Linked DNA regions of Mus musculus: all the other regions are linked to region 1. A link is a contact called in public HiChIP or PLAC-seq data. All regions are on one chromosome and are shown on one strand. Each heading gives the region's core, a stretch centred on a gene start, on an enhancer-like site or on the middle of the called end of the contact. The rest is flanking DNA. Distances are from core to core; before and after follow the strand shown. Region 1 holds the start of Gng13 (guanine nucleotide binding protein (G protein), gamma 13). Region 2 holds the start of Tekt4 (tektin 4). Region 3 holds the start of Sstr5 (somatostatin receptor 5).

Region 1 (4,802 bases), core at 1,499-3,998:
TTGAGAGGACTGGGATGAACATTTAGGAAGTTTCCACTTGGGTAGAAGGATGGGAACTAAGGAGTCATGGGGTCATTGTTTCAGCCCAGACAGGGACTCATGAGTTCAGAACAGATGGTATCTTTGGAGGTTGTTTGTTTGTTTGTTTGTTTATGATGGATTCTTGATGTTTCTGAGACTTTAGCTCACCAGGAACTATGTAAATCAGGCTGGCCTAAAATTCACAGAGATTCCCTGCCTCCCAAGTGCTTGAATTAAAGGACCTACCTCACCTGGCTAACAGATGTGGATCCCAATTGTGGGTCCTGCACAGATGGGAGCACCTGGGCTGGGGGCATGGCCTACCACTGGCCCTACCTGTGCTGCTGTTGCAGCCAGAGCCCAGCCACCAGTGCACCCTAAGATGCCCCCCGGCCTCCATTGTGGAGGGTGGGGGGGCCCTCTCGATAGGGATCCAAGACCTGACTACCTCTAGGACCTGTTGCCGCTCCAGGACTCACTTCCTTATCTCGGTCAGCCCCTAACTGACTTCTCTGAGTCTAATAAATTGTATAAAGTCGGGCAGTGGTGGCACAGGCCTTTAATCCCAGCACTTGGAAGCAGAGGCAGGCGGATTTCTGAGTTTGAGGCCAACCTGGTCTACAGAGGGAGTTCCAGGACAACCAGGGCTACACAGAGAAACCCTGTCTCAAACAAACAAACAGTCATAAAGCCTGAATCCTGAGCCTTGGGGCTGGGTTGGGGACACTGAAGCAGGCCGGTCTCACTACCTACTGTCTCAGCAATAGGAACTCACCCAAGCCGTGGAAACCACCTGAGGGTTCAGATTGTCCCATTGGAGTGCAGTCAGAAACATTACCTCATCCCAGTGAATGTAGGCAGCCTGGGGCCCTCTGGAGGTCACCTAGTCCTTCAGCCTCTAGAGTGGCTGGCCCCCTTCCTCCCTATTGTCACTGTGCTCTGGTGGCTCTCCCAGCTTTTCTCCTGCCAGACACCCATGGTAGCCTAAGTGTTAGGGTGTGCATCTAGATCAGGGCACACAAAAGGCATGGGGAGGGAGAGTGAGCACAGGTCCCAGGAGATATGACAGTCCTCCACCCTACCAGGAAGAACGACATCTGCCCTGAGGCCTGGCACCATTAACCTTAAGCTCCTCCAACCCCCAAATCCATGATAAGTAATCTCTCCGCTCCCTAGCGTGCCCCAGTTCCAGGGATGCCTCCTGATCTAACCACATGTTGATGCACATCAGGGGCCAGGGAAGCTTGGTGACCCCATTTCACTGATCAACACCAGGGAAGCCTGCTGTGTGACTGATGGTCCTGAGAGTCCAAGGGACAGGGACCTGGTCTGTCTTTTGATCATACCTGCAGGGGTCCAGGCCATCTCCTGGGCAGGGTGAGCTCTGAACTCCTTCTGTTCCTCTAACTCTGACCTATCCTGTTGTCTAGGTAAGGGCCACTCAACAAACCTCCAGCCCTCAGAGGACCCAGAATACTTAGCAAGGTACTGGCCCTGCCTCCCAGGACAGGCTTGCCCCTCCCCCACGGGTTGCTGTTGCAGCCTGCGTCATATGAAGGTCCCCAGAGCACAGCTCCCACAAGAGTTGGTGAGGTGTACCTCTGACAGTAACACTGGGAAAGGGAGGCGCTGCTCTGGTTAGTTGAAGGCAGGGCTAGCCCCCTGCCCCCGTTACAGAGTCTCTGAGAAATAGGGAGGTGGCTGCCGCCGGGCACAGGGCTCAAAATCCTGTGGCTGAGGAAGTACTCTTCTCCCTACCCAAAGGCCATCCAGCATCAGCTAAGAAACTGACCTACTCACCCCCTAAGCTAACTTTTAATCTACCCAAAGCTGGAGATGGGTGACCCTTCACACCCGAGGCCCCCACGCACTATCCAACCGTGGGTTCTTTTGAAGTCATTGCCTGGGAATGAGGAAGGCGCCAGAAGGTGGGAGTGCTATGGAGGGAGGCCTGAACCCCTTCTAGGTGAGGCTCTTGTCGTGGAATTCTGCGGGATGCCCCCCAGCCTCCCATAAGTGGACAACACTGAAGGTCACCTGCACCAGGTGGGCTGCAAGACCACAGTGGGAAGTGCTCTGCCCCCACCCCCTCTTCTCAGCTGCCTGCATTGGAGTGCCCTGCATAGGAGGGCCCTGACCAGAGAAGCCTTGTTGGGTGGGGCATATTTTGCTGTTTAGGGCTCTGGTCCCAGTATCACAAGATTGTCAAACTGGGTTGCCAGCAGTTGTAGCTGACCCAGGAGAGACGGGACTAGCTCCCACTGCTGCATGTCCCACCCCAGGGGAGACCTGCCAAAGCTGTAGGAGCAGCCCAGGGAGCTCTTGGGGTCAGCCCAACCCTGTAAAGGCGGTACCAAGGCCCCAGGTGGCAAGAGTGGGCGGGGCGGCTGCCTGGGCTCCCCGGACTCGGACAGCCCAGCCTCACTCCACAGATCCCTCGGCCCTTGTCATCTCTGCTTTTGCTGTCTCCTCCAAAAGTAAGTCCGATGAACAGAAACCTCACACTGAGGGGGAAACAGACTCCAGGGCTCTAGGGCTTGACCAGGTGGGGCCCCTAGGCTAATTCTAACTACTGGGACCAGGGCAACTGCCTCCGGGCCTCAGGGGCGGGGCGGCCGACAGATCGAGTCCAGCGGCGCAGGAGCCATCGCTGCGCGACGGGGGCGCGTCTGTCCTGCGCCGTGCGCGCCGCCCGCAGTGCCCGTGTGCGCCGCCGTGCGCCTGGCCGGGGGCGTCTCGGGGTGCACCGGCGGCCGGGCTCCGGCGGCGGCAGCAGCGCAGGTAGGGCCAGTGGTGGGCCATGCCCCCAGCCCAGATGCTCCCATTTGTGGAGGACCCGCAGCTGATCCTCCGCCCACGTGCCTGTCGGCGTGTGGGGCGCGGGAGAACCTAGCAGGGTGGGGCACTGTAACTTGGGGGTCTCTGGGAAAGGTACTCTGCAGGTGGCCCCACACAACCAGGAATACTAGCCCACCCAACCTCTCACTGGTTCCTTGCGAGCCCTGCCAGGACCTCTTTAGGATGGGCCACTCTAAAGGCTGGGTCCTAGGCTCTCCCCAAGGCCAGCTCAGCTCAGTATCCCGGGATGGAAGCTTAGCCCGGATGTGTCTGGTACTCGGTGCCAGACCCCTCTCAAGGTCGTGGAAGCTGTGATTGGAGGGAGAACCAGAGACTTGGTCTTTTGGAGTGCAACTAGCTAGGGAGGGGTAAAGGGAGGCCCGTTGTGCTCCAACTGACAGCTCTCCCTAGTCAGGTCAGTGACTGGATCTGAAAACACTGGTCTCAGGAAGGCTACCCACCTCCCAAGTCCTGGGCTTGCTGAAAGGCCTGTGTCCCCAGACATTCTGCACATACCCCACCCTACATGCAAATTGCAGACAAATCCTCCCAGCCCCGAGATTAACTTGGCCTCTCAGCCTCTTTACCCATGCAAAACAGGCATCCAGGAGGGCCAGGCAGCACCCAGCATCTCAGGGCTCTCATCGCAGCACCCAGGGTCTGAGTTAGAAGTGGGTCTGGAAGGGGGGTGGGGGCTGCCCTGGGTACTCAGAAGTCCATCTTTTAACCTCCCTAGGCAGGGATGAGTCTGTCCTCCCAATCCAGGGCTGGGCCTTCTCAGGCTCATTTGCCCAGCCAAGAACGGAAAGTTTGCTCTGCAGCTAATCAGCCCCACTGGGTAGAGAAGGCTCAGGGGTCTTGTTAGTGGGTCCCTGTGGCCCTCTTCGGGCTCTTTGCCAACATCACTCCAGACCTCAGGAAGGACCAATGGGTGGTATGGTCCCAGGATCTCCCTCTGTCCTGGGGCTGAGGGTGGCGTGGGGGTGGGGGCTGCAGACCCAGCTCTTTTCGCTTCTCCTGCCCACCAGCCTCAGGCTGGCTACCACCGACGCCCCCGACGCCATGGAGGAGTGGGATGTGCCCCAGATGAAGAAGGAGGTAGAGAGCCTCAAGTACCAACTGGCCTTCAAGAGGGAGATGTCGTCCAAGACCATCCCCGAGTGAGTGCCCCATGATGTCTGTCATTTACCTGCCCAGCCACTGCCCCTTGTGTGAACCAGGACCTCACACCCCCAGTAGGCAGGTGCCACGGGAATGACCGACACTCACTGACACTCCCCACTCACAGGCTTCTCAAGTGGATTGAGGATGGAATCCCCAAGGACCCCTTCCTGAACCCAGACCTGATGAAGAACAACCCTTGGGTAGAGAAGGCCAAGTGCACCATCCTATGAGCCTGACCCACACTCTCTGTAAGGTGTGACTTTATAAATAGACTTCTCCGGGTGTCTCTGCTTTAGTCCATTCCCTGTGGGAGCCAGTGCGATCTGATGTCCTGGGGCAGTGGGGCTACAGCAGGTCCCTGATGTACAGGCTGCGCCGAACAGCATTTGAGACGCCCTCGTTGAACCGGAACCACACCTCACTCCTGCCCACTGCCACACCCATGCGCCACTCGTCCGCGTCCTTCTGGGGGGCCTCAACCTCTGCAGGGACCAAAAGGTTTGCACCTCAGCAGACCCCAGCCTATGTCTCCACCCCCTCCCTTCCTTCTGTGACCCATACACACCTCTGCTCGGGACTGCCACTTTCCTGATGACCACACGTCCAAAGAAGTCCCTCTCAGGCTAGCAGAAAAGAGGGCCGTCAGCTTGCCAGTGAACAAGCAGGCACACCTAGGCCTTTCCCATGTGAGAGGAGACTCCCAAGGCCTCTGAGCAAGGCCTGCGACTAGGAGGACCTCTACTAACCACTGCCCACTTTCTGAGAGCAACAGGTGGCTC
Region 2 (4,802 bases), core at 1,388-3,887, 250 kb before region 1:
CAACATGAGAGAGGACCCCACCCCACTCCATACAGTCCTGTAGTGCACCACCATTCTGCCCACACATCCCATTCAGTCTGTGCTCACTGTGGCTTTACCTGACTGTTTCCCACTTAGCCCCAGCTTTGAGTATAGTTGTGATGGCCTCAGCAGCAATGATTGGTGTTCCTCTCTGAAAGGGTTGGGCGGAGAGAGGCTGGGAGGGACTGCACCCTGTCACCTTCAGAGCACAAATGCCTCTTTCTTTGGACCAAGGGTCAGACTAGAGGCCGTGGATGATAGGGACAAAGGCTCAACACATCCCTGAAGGTGTCTGGCGAGTCTTGGCCCCTCAAGCTGGGGACTAAGGTCAAAGCTCTACCTTGGAGTCTATCTTGACATAGGGGAACCTACATTGAGACCTGGCCTTCCTCATTAGCCTGGGGGTTCCATGGGAGCATCAGCTACCTGCAGTGCCCAGTACTTGAATACTGCAGGTGAAGATCAGGTAGAGTCACTGGGCCCAGGCTAGTTCTCTTCCTTTGCAGTCCCTGGCTCCACATGTCAGGAATGAATCTAAGGAGAAACTGTGGTGTGCTCTGGGTAGCTCTGTACCTACTACCATGTGGGAAAACTGAGGCACAGAGGAGACAGAGGGAGGCCCACACTGGCCCCCAAAGGTTCTTGGCTTCTAGCTCTTGAGGAACAGTGGCAGCTCTTGCTCCATCTGGTTATGAATTCTCAAGGCTTCTGCCCACAAATTACACATGTATAAAGCATCTACTGGTGGGAATGCCAGGGGCTCCTGCCAGAGGATTGACATGGAGTGTGAAGTGAGTGAGGGGCTAACTGCTAGGGAGTCAGCACAGGGTCGGGGCGGGGGGGGGGCGGGGAGGAATGCACAGCCTGGACAGAGGTGTGTGGGTGAAACCAAGCCTGTGCACTGAGCAGAGAGAGCCTGAGGTTCTCGAGGCGGGAAACGGGATAGGACAGTGGGGAGAGGAGAGGCTGAGGGGCTGTGGCAGTAGACCCTGTGCTGGCTAAGGGTGTGGATTTCTTTCAGAGAGGACCTAGTATGTGAGGAGCCTCTGGGGAAGACCAGGTGGGAGGGGAGGGAGGAAGACCACAGAATGGTCAGGAACTAGGAATAGGTGGCTGGCACATTCTGCAGTCAATGTCGCCCTCTCTTGGTCACACTGGCTATCGACTAGGGTTTCTTAATGCCCAGGTTGGATGGCAGGATTTCCTATCTAACTAGTGTCCTGGGAACAACTGCCCAGACAGAAAGTGCCTCCCCTTTTTGAGCAGATCAGGATACGTGACTCCAGATACATTCAGTGGGTGAACCCCCTTCAGAACACTGACCCAAATCCCCAGGAGGCTCTGATCTAAGTCCAGCTATGGGATACAGGAAGAAGAAGAGGGGCTGGCCCTTACACAGTGGCCCTGGGAATAGATGGGGTCAGGGTGGCTGTGGATACTCTCATGGGTTCAGGTCCCAAAGTGAGTCCTGGAGGCTGAGGTAGGGTGGATGTTTGGTCCTCTGGGCCTGCATGCGGGGTTCAGACCACATGCGCAATGGGCCAAGTTGTGGAGTCCTAGGGTGGCTTAGGGTAATGTTGAGGATGAGAGGCACTTCTCAGGCTGAGGAACCTGCTCACATTTCCATGGCCCCCACCTCCCACAGATCACCCAAAGGGGTCGTTAAGTAGGCAGAACCTCCTCCGTCCTCCTCCAGCAGGGCAAAGCCCACACTCAGGACCAGATCATGGAAGAACATCTCAGAAAAGGAGCCAAGGAGCCAGGGAGGAGGGCAGGGGTGTCAGGGACCTTGGAGCCTTCACTACCCCAGCCCTGGACCTCAAGACCCTTCATACCCCAGCCCTGGACCCCAAGGCCCTTCACTACCCCAGCCCTGGACCCCAAGGCCCTTCACTACCCCAGCCCTGGAGCCCAAGGGTCCCAGGGAACAAGTCCTGAGCCTCTGTGGCTCGGATCACAGTGTGGTGAAGAGTTGAGAGTTGGGGATTGCCTGTGTGTGTGTGTGTGTGTCTGTGTGTGTGTGTGTGTGAAAGAGAGAGAGAGAGAGAGCTTGTGCATGCGCACGCACATGGGCATATGAGTATTTGTGTGCATTGGAAACCTTAGGGGACATTTCTCAAGCACCATCCATTTTGGGGTTTTGTCTGTTTTTGTTGTTATTGGGGGTTTTGTTTGAGATGGGGGTCCTGCTATATAGCCCAGACCAAGCTGGAACTCACTACGTAGACCGTGCTATCCTTGAAATCAGAGAGCTCCACTTGTCTCTGCCTCCTGAGTGCTGGCATTAGAAGTATTTGCCACTATGCCTGGCCAACCTTATTTTCAACAAGGTCTTTCACTCGTCAAATACAGTTGGGCTGGTTGGCCTGTGAACACCACAGATTAACCGTTTCTGCCGTCCCAGTGCAGGGATTGCAAGCATATGCCACCACACCCATCCCCCCCTGCCCCCACCTGTGTCCTGGGAAACAAACTCATGTTCTTGCGAGGCAAACATTTTTACCTTTTACCCAGCTATGTTCCCAGACACTGCTTGGCCCTTTAAGAGGGCAGTTCTGCTCCTCCCCCTTGAGTGACCCTGTTGCTCAGCAACAGGAGGCAGTTGGTGTATACAATGTTCCTTAGGCAACCAGGAACCTTGCTTGGGACAGAGTGACCAGTACTGCTCCATTGATCGTGCCTGGACAATTGCCCAGTGACCCTCTCTTCATTCCGCCTCCCTTCCTGCTTAGCCAGGCAGTGGGTACCATGGCCCAAACGGGCGTGCTCCTGACCAAGGAGCCGGCCCCACAGTCAATAGATGTCTGTGAGCTTCCGCGCAAAGAATATGAAGTGGCCTGCAATACTGGCGCCTACACGTCCTCGGGTCTGGCCACCGCTGGCTTCCGCACAGCCAAATACCTGAGGGACGAGTGGTTTCAGAACTCTTATGCCCGCTACCACCAGGCCTTCGCAGACCGGGACTACTCTGAGCGGCAGCGGCATGAGAGCGGGCAGCTGGTAGCCGAGACTGGGGCACTGGCCCAGCGCACACAACTTGACTCCACAAGAAAGGTGGGAGAGCGCCTGGAGGACATGCATTGCTGGAAGTCAGAGCTGCAGCGAGAGATAGACGAGCTGTCTTCCGAGACGGACCTGATGATGGCCCAGAAGCTGCGGCTACAGCGCGCCTTGGATGCCACCTCCGTGCCTTACTCCATTGCTACTGACAACCTGCAGTGCAGAGAACGCCGCCAGCACCCAGACCTTGTCCGGGACTATGTGGAGGTGGAGCTACTGAAGGTGCAACCAGTGGCTCGGGCTCAGCGTGGGAGGCAGGCTCTGGCTCTCATAGAGATAACACAGGGCCTTAGGGTTCACACAGCACTGTGCCTATGCAGGACTCCTGATCCTTCAGATAGCGGAATTTCTACCACATCCAAGTAACTTTCTCTCTTGTGGGATTCCTTCCAGCCCATAAGATTTCAAAGACGTTCAGTCTGACTCTGAGGGGATTTTTGTTGTCGGTGGTGGTGGGCTTTGGGCTTTTTTGTTTGTCTGTTTTCCAAGACAGGATTTCTCAGTGTATCTCTGTCTGTCCTGGAACTCACTCTGTAGACCAAAGCTGGCCTCAAACTAGGAGATTTACCTGCCTCTGCCTCCCAAGTGCTGGGATTAAAGGCGTGCGCCACATTCTTCTGGCTGAGGTTGTTTTGTTTTTGGCTAAGCCAAAGGCTCCCCCGTACCACCATGCATGCCCCTTGCAGTGCTATTGGTGTTCAGGGTAGAAAGCCGGGCCAGCCAGTGTTGCATGTATGGAGGGCTTGTGGATGCCCATGGCATCTGCTCTCTCTCCCCAGAGCCCCAGAACCCCAGAGCCTGAGCTTCAATGTTCTCCTAGTATACACTATAATCCCAGTGTCAGGGAAACTGAGGAAGGAACACGAGCTCCAGGCCAGCCTGGACTACATATGAGACTCTTAAACAAACACCAAAACCCAAACTGAACCGAAAACAAACCCTGCCACGTCCCCCTCCCTTCATCGGGTACCTTTCCCTCAAACCCCAGCGCAGCTTGCTTTGGGGAGTCTTGTGTGATTATGGGGCCACTCAGCCTGGGTGCCACACAACTGGGAATTCCTCAGAGCTGGCGCCTCCTGTGGTAGCCTCAGGCCCATGGGCAAGGATGAATGATGGAGCTGGGGAATAAACCGCCAGGCTGGGGCCCCAGAGAACTCCTGTCCTACCCCTAGGCCTTGCCCACTTCGGCCAGTGGGTGCAGAGATGGGAGAGGGACCGAGGACACTGGACACTGGAGATCATGGCCCAGGTGGGTTTGAGCACAAGATAATCCTGGCACCCAGAAAATGTTGGGGTTAAAGGAAACTTAGAGTTTCCTACCTATTCTTGGTGGGAAGTGGGCAGACAGAGGGCATCTGATGTCCCGTGGGCTTGAGTTCCTCAGAGGCAGTATAGAGCTCGATATAAGGCTGGTATGCTCCTCAGGAAACTGTGGGAGTTTTGGGGATGATCCCAGAGTCTGGACAGCTGTCTTAGGTGACCCAACAGCAAAAAGATACCCTTTAGAGGAGACACTCACTTGCAACATGCTAACACTACCCGGAGTGAACGTCGCACACAAGGGCTGAACCTTTTTCTGGGGGTGGAGGGGGGACAGAGATTAAGGCAAAAAGTCAATGCTGGTGAGGTCCATACCTTGGCTCCTGCTGAGTCCCCGAGTCTCTGAGCAGGGTTGCTCAGAGAGGACCGGTCTCATTTCCAGGAAACCGAGCTGATCAGGA
Region 3 (4,802 bases), core at 1,011-3,510, 220 kb before region 1:
TTAAAAAGACAATGTTAGAGGAGCCTCCTTGGAGCTCAGTAGGTGGAACTGCTCACAGAGGTTGGCTCACAGGGGCTGGTCTCAGGAAGTATCTTTATGGCACTTTAAAAGTTATCCTCACATGTCCCGTGGACAGCCGTGGAGACCTCTCCTAAAAAGGACCATGGTTTAGAGGCAGCCAGGAGTCCTGAAATGTCAGTTCACAAGACCAATATGCACGGAAGCGCTGCAGAGACTTGTGGGTCCACCTCTCCCAGAAAGACAACCAAGGGCCCTGAAATGAGCTCGAGGAAGCTGATAACTCCGTCCCTGAAGACAGGCTGTCCACTGATGGGGGGAAGGGCTGATGGGCTCCAGGCCTCCTGAAGAGGCTCTGGCTTGAGGTAGTAGTTCTTGAACACATGTCTGACCTGAAGTCAAGCTCTCAGTTTCTCTGGGCTCCTCTGAGGCTGCTCTCTGGCCCACCCCTTCTCACTGCTACCCAGAGCCCGGGAATGGCTTAGCAGGCCACCAGCCCTTGCTGTCTGTGCAAACACTACAACTCCCAACCAGTCTCAGGGCTACAAAGAACAAAATAGGCCCTAGAGCTGTGCCTGTCTCTTGGGATATAATTCTGCAAGAACCATTTTTAAAAGAGCAAATTTTTTATTCACAAGGATTACATGTTCAGGGGAAAATTGCCCCCCCCAGGCTGTTTCAATTGTGGGAGGGAGGGGTGAAGGAGGGGGTTTCACATCAGAGTCCAACCAAAGACCTGCTTAGCCAACCCCATTGATGTCACGTCCCTAGCAGGTGCTGGCCCTGCCCACCTCACCCTAGTACCTGCCCTGTGATCTTTGAGACCTTGATGTTCGACTGGACCCTGATGTATCTGGAGATGCAACTATCAAATTGCCCATCCTGTAAGCTTCTGCCCCCTCTCCTGCTCTGCTGAGGATGGGGCTGGAGCCACACCCCCACCCCACCGCACCCCATCCCTGTCCACAGCAATTAACGACCCCCCTCTTGCTTCCTTTTCCCAAATACACTCCACCTCAGAACACTTCTGGAGGCAGCCTGGGCCAAGGCAGGGGGAAAGTTAGGCAGTTGGACCAACAGGGAGGCCAGGATTGCACAAACCCATCAAAGGGGCTCAATGGGTCTCCCTGCCCTGAAGAAAGCTATTTCCATTTCCAGCCCCTTCCTCAGAAATCCGAGCCTTTACATTACGGGAAACCAAACCAATGCCCAGTTATGGTTGGTCATTGCTGCTATTGGAGGCTCCATGCATCCCACCTGACCCTGCGATGCATTCTGTTGCTCAGCAACAGTCCCAACATCTGACTTTGGGCACCTGGGTTCTAGTTCTCATAACCCTAAGTCACACAACCGATGGCAGGGAAGGGAAGGACCTTGAACATCAAAGAAAGTTCTAGGACATTCTCCATCCCACGTAGGGGAGCGTTATGACTAGAGGACTGGGGGACTCCTGAGACAGAAGTGCCCCGCAATGGCCATGTGGGGACTTGATTCCCAGAGGGAAAGGGTGTACCCAGATTTCCTGCTCTGGCGCAAACAATCCCGGGGAACTCAGATCCTGCAGGGCGTCTATACGTGCCAGGCCGCAGCCCCATGGTTGACACCACTCTGCCGGCCGCCAGCGGACCCATATGCGTACGCTGCTGCTCTCCTCCCCGACCGTCCCCCACCCTCGGCGTCCAGCTGCAGACCTCCTACCCTGCCTGATGTTATCTCTGCGCCCTCCCACTTTCCCTCCGAGACCGTGGTTCTGAGGCCTCTGGGCTCACCCAGTTCACAACCCTCCCTGGCATAGGGTGCGCGCCATGGAGAGACGAGGGGCGCATAGGCAGAGGGAGATGTCTGGGTCCTTTATGGCTTCTGACCTGACCCAAGCACACCGGGAGGCCTCCGAGTCTCCGAGACAGAGGCAAAAGGATGAAGCTCTGAGGTTGGGGAGCAGACGCGAGAGAAGCTGGGGCAGAGGCAGGTGAGCCCCGTAGATGCCCAGAGGAGCTTGGGAGCTGCAAGCAGGGGGCGAAAGGCGGGACCCCAGGCCTGAGCTGCGCGCAGAGACAGCGGGAAGAAGCGACAGACCTGTGCAGGACAGGATGCCCACGCCGGGGCGGACGAGGCGGCGGTACTTCGCGGTCAGGCAGCGCCCTCGAGCTCAAAGAGCAGAGCGCTCACTGGATTGCTGTACGAAGTCGGCGCCCGCCCTCAGGCTAGGGGGAGGGAGAGGGTGGAGGAGATAGAGGGGGCGTGGCTAAGCCAGGCTGGCCGAGAGCCTCCGGTGGGGTGGGGTGGGGTGGGGTGGGGTGGGGTGGGGTGGTGAGGCAGGGTAGAAAGGGCGAGCTCCCATGGCCAGGTCGAGAATGGGGGTTTCCGGGAGGATTGGGGGGGGGGGTCGGGGCATTAGAGTCAGGTTGCCTGGGTGGACTCTTATCTAGCCACCTGATGCTCCAAGTCACCTAAGTCTATCAGTCTCTGAGACCTTTGTGCAGTCCTTGTGTGGTCGACTGTGACTTAGACCACGCCTCCATCCCATCCTTTTTTCCAACCATCAGTTTGAGCTGTGACTGGAAGTTTAGGGCTGAAGGGAGTCCCTCTGATGCCTGCAGAGTCTGAGTCTCACTCCTGAGAGAAGTCTGGTGGCCTATAGCGATGTCTGAGGTGAGGTTCCAAGAGCAGGGTTCCAAGAGCAGAGGGAAGGCAGTGGGAATCCTCAAGGCAGAGTGTGGTCCCTGAACAGGCAGGGGTGAGCCTGAGTCTGTACTTCCTACCAGGCCCCAGGCTTTAAGATGCTGCTCACTGAGTTGCTGACTCTAACAAGAGTTGAGTGTCTGCCTCCTCTGGAGCTAGGGACAGGGGTTATCCCAGCAGCTCTGTGGCTCAGAGCTGGCACACAATTCATTTCTTTAACCTGATCTGAAATTCTGCAGTACCACCAAGAACAGCTGACACACATAAAGGATGTGGGACTCAGCTACATACTGCTTGTCCTCCAGTGGAGATGGTTCAGCTAATCAGGTAGGTGGCGCCTGAGTGTGCTCGCGCTCTCTCTCTCTCTCTCTCTCTCTCTCTCTCTCTCTCTCTCTCTCTCTCTCTCTCTCTCTCTCTCTCTCTCCCTCTCTCTCCCTCCTTCCCTCCTTCCCTCCCTCCCTCTCTCTCTCCCCCCCATTCTATGGTTTTTCCATGGAACTTGGATTAGGTTTGTAATGGAGAGAGCGCAATTGCTTAGCAATGGCCCGTGCTCCAGCTCCTCATGGTACTCCTCCCCAGCCAGATTTGGACTCCACATTTAGGAAGAGCTCAACCTTTCCTTAGTCCTGAGCTCCATCTAAGTGACTGTCAGCTTCCTGAGGAGGCTGCCCAGATCCTGCCACAAGGACACCTCCACTGTTCTGCAGACTGGGGGGCCTCCTCTCTGGCTTCAGATGGCAGCTGTTAGTCCATTGCCTCTAGGGGCTGATGGCTGCCTTCTCTGGTGCCTTACAGGGTACATCAAGGCAGATTAAGCCACCCTGGATCCCAGGGTCTCTGCTAGAAACAGGCACGGCATGAGCAGGGAACCAGACGTTCAAGGTGGTGTAGGAGTTTTTGTGGTGACTGTGTGGATTGAGGAGACAGGCTGAGGTGCAATGGAGTGTCCAGAGCTCTCTGGCTAAGGAGTTAATCTGAGCACTCTTCATCAGGCCTTCTGAATCCTCTCTGTGTTTATGTAGGAGACCATTTCTGAGCGCTATCAGTGAGGCAGACAGCCCTGGGGACAAAACAGCACCTGTCCCACAAGTTCAGTGTGTAGCAGAGAGTAATAAACAACAACAACAATTTTATATAGAAAATTCTAAGGACTGGAGAGACAGCTCAGCAGTTAAGAATACTGACTACAGGACCAAGATTTGATCCCCAGCACCCACATAGTAGCTCAAAACAGTCTGTAACTCTAGTTTCAGGGAATTTGATGTCCTTTCTGGTCTCTGGGGGCACCAGGCACACATGTAGTACACACACACACACACACACACACACACACACACACACACACACACACACACAGGTACAACACCGTACACATAAATAAAATAATAAAAATAAGAAATTTTAGACTGTAATAAAGACAAGCAGGAGGCTGGGAACCATCTCCAATGCAGTGTGGTCTACTGAGGAAGAGACTTAGGCAGAAGTCAGAGGATTGAAGGCCCCAGGGTAGCAAGAAGCTCTGTGGCTGAGCGAGGGAGCCATGACACTGGTGCTGGTCCCAATGTGACTCCTTGTTCTGATCCACAGTTCTGCCTCTACTCCATTCCAGCCACTGTCCCCATTTGTGATTCTCCTCCCAACTGCTGCTCCTCACCAGCCCCTCATTTACCCACACTGCTTAGTGAAACCATGTCCAAGACTGGGAGACAGACAGAGTAACCAGTTGAGTTTGGCCAGAGACCAGCAAAGGCAGTCTCAAGAGGCTGCTTCTAGACAGAACATCTGCCTAGACTCCTCCAACTGGGACAACAGAGACAATAGCCCAGATCTCCAACAAAACCCTATTCAGGCTTATCCCCACTTGACCACACCTCACACCAACAGAGTGTGCAGGGTCCCATGTTTCCAGCTTCCTAGTCTCTGAGCTGGCAAAGACCAAGGCTACCCACACCTGAAACGCCAGCACACACACCCTCACGACCTTGCTTAGCCACAGAGAGGTTGGCTCCTTCTCAGAGAATTTTCCTCTTATGGGACATGGAATGAAGAGTGACAGGTGCTGGCCTCTGGCTGCCATCTGAACCTGAGGTGCTGCAGGCAGA

The links. HiChIP or PLAC-seq counts read pairs in DNA pulled down with a chosen protein or histone mark.
Region 2: a contact with region 1 is called in an H3K4me3 HiChIP or PLAC-seq map of embryonic basal ganglia, with 5 times the contacts expected there. The contact joins the promoter of Tekt4 here to the promoter of Gng13 in region 1. A contact is called at or near these places in 16 of 39 promoter capture datasets (3T3-L1-derived adipocytes, the C10 cell line, the HPC-7 cell line and 9 more), 1 of 15 datasets of contacts at CTCF or cohesin (embryonic stem cells), 63 of 484 Hi-C or Micro-C datasets (the AML12 cell line, B cells, CD4 T cells and 45 more), 18 of 115 datasets of contacts at active chromatin or transcription factors (the SCID.adh cell line, craniofacial prominence, embryonic basal ganglia and 11 more) and 5 of 9 other capture datasets (adipose tissue, embryonic stem cells, liver and 2 more).
Region 3: an H3K4me3 HiChIP or PLAC-seq map of embryonic basal ganglia shows a contact between it and region 1, with 4 times the contacts expected there. The contact joins the promoter of Sstr5 here to the promoter of Gng13 in region 1. A contact is called at or near these places in 20 of 39 promoter capture datasets (3T3-L1-derived adipocytes, the C10 cell line, the HPC-7 cell line and 13 more), 3 of 15 datasets of contacts at CTCF or cohesin (the NIH/3T3 cell line, large pre-B cells and pro-B cells), 22 of 484 Hi-C or Micro-C datasets (the G1E-ER4 cell line, bone marrow-derived macrophages, cochlea and 14 more), 12 of 115 datasets of contacts at active chromatin or transcription factors (the SCID.adh cell line, bone marrow-derived macrophages, craniofacial prominence and 9 more) and 3 of 9 other capture datasets (adipose tissue, liver and pancreatic islet).

Annotation. Positions count from the first base shown.
Region 1 is chr17:25,714,780-25,719,581 of GRCm38.p6, forward strand. Gng13 (guanine nucleotide binding protein (G protein), gamma 13) reads left to right here and starts at 2,749. Exons shown (of 3, transcript NM_001357782.1): 1 at 2,749-2,802; 2 at 3,888-4,019; 3 at 4,148-4,323. The coding sequence starts at 3,922. The coding sequence ends at 4,253. It overlaps Chtf18 (CTF18, chromosome transmission fidelity factor 18), which reads right to left. Exons shown (of 22, transcript NM_145409.2): 21 at 4,589-4,646; 22 at 4,251-4,505. The coding sequence ends at 4,369.
Region 2 is chr17:25,468,953-25,473,754 of GRCm38.p6, forward strand. It overlaps Tekt4 (tektin 4), which reads left to right and starts at 2,638. Exons shown (of 6, transcript NM_027951.1): 1 at 2,638-3,303; 2 at 4,784-4,802. The coding sequence starts at 2,770.
Region 3 is chr17:25,495,028-25,499,829 of GRCm38.p6, forward strand. Sstr5 (somatostatin receptor 5) reads right to left here and starts at 2,261. Exons shown (of 3, transcript NM_011425.3): 1 at 2,095-2,261; 2 at 1-151.